Regions from separate parts of the Mus musculus genome. Here region 1 is linked to region 2. The links are chromatin contacts, called in public promoter capture Hi-C maps. All regions are on one chromosome and are shown on one strand. Each heading gives the region's core, a stretch centred on a gene start, on an enhancer-like site or on the middle of the called end of the contact. The rest is flanking DNA. Distances are from core to core; before and after follow the strand shown.

Region 1 (3,440 bases), core at 782-3,281, 2.0 Mb after region 2:
AGTCGAGCCTTGACTTTAGCAATCCTCTTGCCTCATCTACTAAGGGACACACTCCACCACTACATCTAGCTTTTAAGATACTCCCTGGTACTGTAATGACTATAATGGACACATCACCCAGAAGAGAATGAATAAGAGATACCTGGAGCCAATCTTTCTATGACCTTGTCTGCCTTTGGCAACGGGACCACTGCGTAGTTATACAGAACACATGTGTGATTTTTTTTTAGCACCATTACAGTCTGCATTTGCAGCCATTAATTACTAAGACTTGATTATAGCAGGATCTAAAATCAGAGTCCTAAATTTCGGCCCTACTGACTAATCTGAGTGTGATTCCTCCTGTACCATTTATATCTATTGTCTAACCTCTGCTAGCCTTAATGGAAGCTGACTCTGTACTTAATTGCTGCTGTCCCTTAGACAGAGACCCTCTGCTGGTCTAAAGGCTCATCTCTACAGTTGCTATGGAAACTGTCCCCTTGCTCCACTCTGGCTTCCTGCCACATATGCCACTCTTTATGATTGTAGTAAAGGCCTGCACATTTTCCCATGCCATTTTCCAGATTCGGGTTTGCAGCTGGCAGTGTATGGGAAGAGGCACCCTACCATCTGATGTCCTGAGAGTAGTTTTCTTGTCTCTGCTACAGAAAGGATTTTCATGGCATGTCCAAAGTACTTACAGTATGGACTGGATGGTTAGGTATAGTATGTTTCAAGATAGGGCTAAGATTTCTGTGAGGTACTTAACAGTCAGAACGTGGTTCACTGGCAGGCTTGAGGTATCAGCTATTACCTCTTTTCTATCCTTTTAAGGAGTAGGATTTCATGTGTGCACATGTGAGTGCAAGAGGACAACCTGGAGTGGTGTCCCTCAGACACCCTTTTCTTCTTTGTACTATAGATACCAGGGTCTCTCAATGGTATAGCTGGCCTGCGAGCTTCCAGAGATTCATCTGTCTCTCCCTCCTAGTTACCATCTCTGCGATTCCAAGTGCTCACCGCTGTGCCTGGCTTTTTTTTACAGTTCTGAGAACCTGAACACTTGCTTGCCAGGGAAGTACTTTACCAACTGAATCATCTCCGTAGCCTTTCTTCTCTTCTACCATCTCCAAAGTGCAAGGTAAATGGAAGAAAAAGCAAGTATAACTGGAGCCTAAACACAGGCCTTCTCTCTGATGCACACAACAGAATGACTCAGGGTAAGATCAGCTGTAGTGGTGGAGAGTCTTTGAAGAATGGGGAGTTGGGGGTTCAGCAAGAGAAGGGGAGAGGAAGGAAAGGAAGGGATGGAGAGAAGGAGAGGGAAAGACAGAGAATATTAATTCAGTTCTGTACAGTAATTACATGGTCTCCTAAATTTATCCACTGTGTCACATCCCTAGTAGCTGGGAAGTCTTTCCTGGGTTTTACTCAAATACTCTTTGCTGCAGTCTGAGCTCATTGCACTCAGCAAATATGGAGACTAGCCAACCACTATCCTTGGAATAACTACTCTCCAGGGACTCAGGGTAGGAAGGTCATCCTGTCCCCTCCAATACTGCGCAGCCTGATTGACCACGCCCGGAGCTCGGGGCAAGGACGGGGAAACCCAGGTTGGTAACCTAGACCCTGGCATGCAGCGAGGCGGGGGGAAAAATAGAGACAACGATAATTGCCAGATGGAGACCACGATAGAAACCCCGAGACAGCGAAGGGCAAGATGGCTCCCCAAGGTTCGAGAGAAGCTGCGGAACTGCCTCCCACACTGTGCTCAACGCAGACACAGCCTAACTAGATGGATGTTGTTCTCGCGCCTTGGACTCCGCCCTCGGCTGGGTCTCGCAGAACCCTTACCCTGGCTCAAGTCGGAGAGGGGCACTTGGTCAGGAAAACTGCAGGTGGATGACTGCAGCCACCACCCATAGCGGCACAACCACCGCATCCCCGCCCCGCCCCTGCGGCGCTTCAGCCCCGCCCCTAGAAGGCAGTGACCAATGAACGGCTCCTGCCGCCGGCCTTTAAGAACCGCGCGCACTCTCCCCGCAGCGGACGCAGCTAGCCTAACACTCCGCGGGAGTTTCCATGGCGACCGAAGCCGGGACCGCGCGGCCTGGCAGCGTTGCCATGGAGACAACTCCGGAGCTGGGGCTCCAGAGCCTCGGTGCACCGCCAGCTCAGAACCCGGCGGAGCCTCTTTGCGAGGCCGGTGCCGCGGTAGCGGCAGCGCGCTGGGACCTGCGGAAATACTCCTTGCTCATCGTGATCGGCGATATCGGTACAGAGAGTCAGCTGAGGGCCGTGCGGGCCCACCTTGAACAAGGTGAGCCGCTCTCCTGGCTTTTACGCAGTACTCCATCCATGCCTCTCCGCCATCTGCATTCATCTCCCAGTGCACATTTCTGTCTCCTCTATCTCTATGTGCACTTCCCGAAACCTGCGACCCTGTCACCTGCATCTTCCATGAATGTGCCTCTGTCCTCTCGAGCTGCCAACACCTTGCTTGCCCATCCTTTCTGCATACCCCATTCTGTTCCGCAGTGTCCCGGAGCAGGAGCAGGAGAAGCTCCGTGGAGACCCTGGGGTCCCTCTGGTCACACCCCTTTCCCGAAGCCACTGGACCATATATCCGAAAGTCCTCATCAGACCCTGAAAAGTCCATGTCCCTACCTTACAATTTCTTCTTTAGGGGAGGTTTTTGAACGCGAGGTACACATCTCAAATCTCTGAATGCTGGCAGCCAAGTTTAGAGAGTGACCTTCGTGGCTCTGCAGCTCACCTCCCTCAGCCGTGCCTGTGGCGCAGTGCTGCGGAGCCACCTGCGGGTGGAAGCAGGGGATGGAGGCAAGGGAGGGGGCATAGGAGAATCTAGAATCTGATTTAGCAAGAGGGATCATTATGGAAACCTACAGTATATGGAAATAGACCCTTGCGTGTCACTTCTACCGTAACTGTTTTGCCTTGAAAAACAAAAACTCCAAGCTCATTTATTAGTAAGCCCATTCTAAACTCTGCTCTTTGCCCTCTGGAAAGGGGAAAAAGCAGGTACTAGCTATCCTTCTTGGAGGCATCACCTCCCATTTCTTTCCTCTCCCAGGAGCTTGGCAATGCTTTCTGTGGGTGACTTTGACTAGAACCCTCTTATTTTTTTTCCCCCTTTTCTTTTACAGGGATTCTCTCCTGGAATATTGACTTATCATCCTTTGACTTGAACCAACAGTTGAGACTCTTCATTACCCGGCACCTAGCTCACTTCTCCTCAGAGGTCAAAGGTTAGGACTAGGGTTATTTGTCTCAGTCCTTTGGGTCCAGTATCCAGGCCAGAACTGGCCTTATGGGAGGATTGGGTAGGTAAAAAGGGAGGGACTTTTGATGGCTCCACAGCTATTTACACATGCTGTGGATAATGCCCAGTACACACTGCAACCACTCAATATGATGGTAGAGCATAATTTTGTCAG
Region 2 (3,402 bases), core at 338-2,837:
CGCCAGCCCTGCAAGATGCCCCACTGTTCTCCTTGATCCTCGCACTGTGCTAGGAGAGGGGGATGACCCCGAGGGGCCTGCATTCAGCCAAACTGACCTGTGGCCCCAGGATAAGAAACTGAGAATTACATCCCAAGCTGCTCAGCAGCACTGACGCTGATGGCGCTATCCCATGAAAATCAAAGTGCTGGGATTTTCCTGTGAGTCTTGACCAAAGAAATCCAAATGGGGCAGCCCCTGCACAGACAGAGCTCACCCTGGCTCACCAGGGTGTACAGCTTTGAGGCCCATGTGCCCTGTGTTCAATAGAGAACTGAGTTCCAGGGGTTGGCCAGGCCCTGCCAGTACCCGATGTCTCGGGGTCCAGAAGTCTCAGGCCACCCGCCTATCTCTTGCCATAGCTGCTCACACAAAGCAGAAGAACTTCTTCCAGCGACAGCGAGACAGCGTGCGCACACCTTTTGCGTTCAGTTTCTTCTCCAGACGGGCTTTGTGCTCAATCGCACTGAGAATGGCCGAGTCGAACACCTCCTTCAAGTTCTTCTGCGTCAAGGCCGAGCACTCAAGGTAGCAGCAGGCGCGGATCTTCTCAGCCAGACCCTGGGCTTGGGGTTGTGGTACTGGGCCCTCCCGGCCTCCTTGGTCCAACTGAATTAGTACATTGACATCGTCCCTTAGGTCAGCCTGAGTGCCCACCAGCAACACGGGTGCTTGGGGGTTGTGAGTGCGGATCTCAGGCAGCCATTTTTCTGTTATGTTTTGGAAGGAGCTGGGCTGCACCACGCTGAAGCAAGCCAGAAAGACATCGGTGTCCGGGTAGCAGAGAGAACGAAGCCGGTCAAAGTCCTCCTGGGGTGGCAAGGCTAGTTGTTAGCAACATCATTCCCTCCACATTGGAACCAGAATCTGCTTCTCCCTTGGGGGTGGAGACCTAAAAGTGCTAAAGCCCAAAGCCTATTCCATTCCCACTCCACGCAGGGATCCTCCCAGCCTCCAACCCTCTCCAACCCCTTGCCCAAGGAAGGCTACACCCAGGTTCTCACCTGCCCTGCGGTGTCCCAAAGCTCGATTCGCACAGGGGCTCCATCGACCAGGACTTGCACTGCAGAGGTGGGGAGGGGAAAGCATGACTTAGGCACAGCATCCTCGTCCCTCCTGCAGGCCTCACCAGCGCCACCTCCGGGCCTGCTCCCGGGGTCTTCCGTACCCTCCCGCCAGCAGGCTACTGAATGCACAACCCTTCCCATCCTCAGGGGCCCCGGGGCTATAGAACATACCGGAGAAGGTGTCTAGTGCTGTAGGCCGATAGCGCGCGGGGTACCCATTGCAGGTGTAGCTGACGATGAGGCTGCTCTTGCCCACCGCGCCATCGCCCACCAGCACGCATTTGATGCCCAGCTCCGGAGGGGCGCTGCGCCGCCGCGGAGGAGGGGTCGAGGCCGGGAGAGGCGGTGGCTCGGCCTCGCTTAGCTCCCGCGGCGGCATGGTCCGCTCCTGGGGTAGCAGAGGGGCCAGCCCGGACCAGGCTCCGCGGCACTCGGGGAAGCAGGTTCCGCAGCCGGACGCTGACAATCTGTCCAAGCTGGGCACGCCCGCTAGAGGCTGACAGAAGGTATATAAGTTGGGTCCCGCCCACCTCATCTGCATGTCCCTAGTGCCCCGGACCCCGCCCACCGACCTGGAGCCTCCCTCTGCAGAACACCCAGAAAAAAAACCAAGCATCCAGAAAAGAAAGGAATATGAAAACCAGGCTCCACGAAGGTACAAGGACAAAGACCGGGCATATGATATTTTGGTAAATCCACAATTTATTGTTAGTAGGAAGATGCAGCTACAGAATCCATAATACTGCATGTTCAAATTAAACACATCACATTCATCTCTTCTAAGTTAGTAACACACACACACACACACACACATATATATATATGTATATATATACATATATATATATATATATATATATATATGTACAAGTACTAAACATCAGAATAGTAATTTTACTAATAAACTATTTTGTTAATATACTGAGATTGAAGCTGAGAATGTAGCTCAGAGTGCTTGCCTAGCATATAAAGTCCTGGGTCTGATCCTAGTACTGGCTTGGCGGTGCATTCCTCTAACCCCAGCACCCTAGAAGGATCACAAGTTCAAGGCCATCTTCTGTGATACAGAGTCAGATGGACTATAATGTGAGACCCTGTCTCAAATAAACAAATACCATGGCATGGGGCTGGTCCACATCTTTATTCCCAGCACTGGGGTGGCAGGAACAGAGGGAGGAGCAGAGAGAGGCATAAGGATCTTGTGTGTTTGAGGCCAACTTGGTCTACATAGTAAGTTCTAGGCCAGTTAGGACTAGAGTGAAACTCTGTCTCAAAACAAAGAAACAAAAATATATACACATACATATATTATAGGGGCTGGTGATGTCATCTATGGTAGAGTGCCTGTCGAGCCCTATGTAATGTCTAGCTACACACACACACACACACACACACACACACGTATACACACACAACACACACACACATATAAATGGGCTGGAGAGATGACCGATGGCCAATGAACTTCTATACAGATAGAATAGCCATTCAGACAAAAGGTGTGGAACTTCACAATGGATTTTATACTGTCATTATCAAATATATTTTGAATATTTTTTTAAAGATTTATTTATTTATTTATTTATTTATTTATTTATTTATTTATTTATTTATTATACATAAGTACACTGTAGCTGTCCTCAGACACTCCAGAAGAGGGAGTCAGATCTCGTTACGGATGGTTGTGAGCCACCATGTGGTTGCTGGGATTTGAACTCCGGACCTTTGGAAGAGCAGTCGGATGCTCTTACCCACTGAGCCATCTCACCAGCCCTATTTTGAATATTTTTAAAGACTTATTTTTATGTGTATAGGTGTCTTGTCTGCATGTATGTCTATGTACCACATGTATGCAGTACCCAAGAAGACCAGAATAGAATGTCAGATTCCCTGGAACTGGAGTTACAAAAGGTTGTTAGCAGTTATAAAGTACTTGGAACCAAACTCATGTCCTCTGCAAGAGCAACAAGTGTTCTTAACTGCTGGGACATTTCTTCAGTACCCATACCATACATTTGAATATTTATAAATTCCCCAAATACCTACTATTGTCCTTTTTAAGTAATGATTTTACTTGTAATGAAGTGTATCTTACATGGGCATGAATATGTGCCTGTGAGTACAGTGCTGACGAGACCAAAAAGAGCCTGGGACCCCCTGAAGCTTGAGTTACATAGAGCTATGCAGCTGCCTGCTGAGTGCTAGGAACAGAACTCAGGTCCTCTACAAGGGCAGCATGCATCTTTAACTACTGAGCCATCTCTGCAGGCCAGTCCCTAATCTTATCACTACCATA

What was found. Promoter capture Hi-C pulls out the DNA fragments that hold promoters and counts their contacts.
Region 1: a promoter capture Hi-C map of liver shows a contact between it and region 2, with 4 times the contacts expected there. The contact joins the promoter of Map1a here to the promoter of Rhov in region 2. A contact is called at or near these places in 2 of 39 promoter capture datasets (both in liver) and 1 of 484 Hi-C or Micro-C datasets (B cells).

What each region holds. Positions count from the first base shown.
Region 1 is chr2:121,287,571-121,291,010 of GRCm38.p6, forward strand. Map1a (microtubule-associated protein 1 A) reads left to right here and starts at 2,032. Exons shown (of 7, transcript NM_032393.2): 1 at 2,032-2,302; 2 at 3,150-3,251. The coding sequence starts at 2,065. It also overlaps a transcript of Trp53bp1 not described here.
Region 2 is chr2:119,269,639-119,273,040 of GRCm38.p6, forward strand. Rhov (ras homolog family member V) reads right to left here and starts at 1,588. Exons shown (of 3, transcript NM_145530.2): 1 at 1,278-1,588; 2 at 1,044-1,102; 3 at 1-849. The coding sequence starts at 1,485. The coding sequence ends at 406.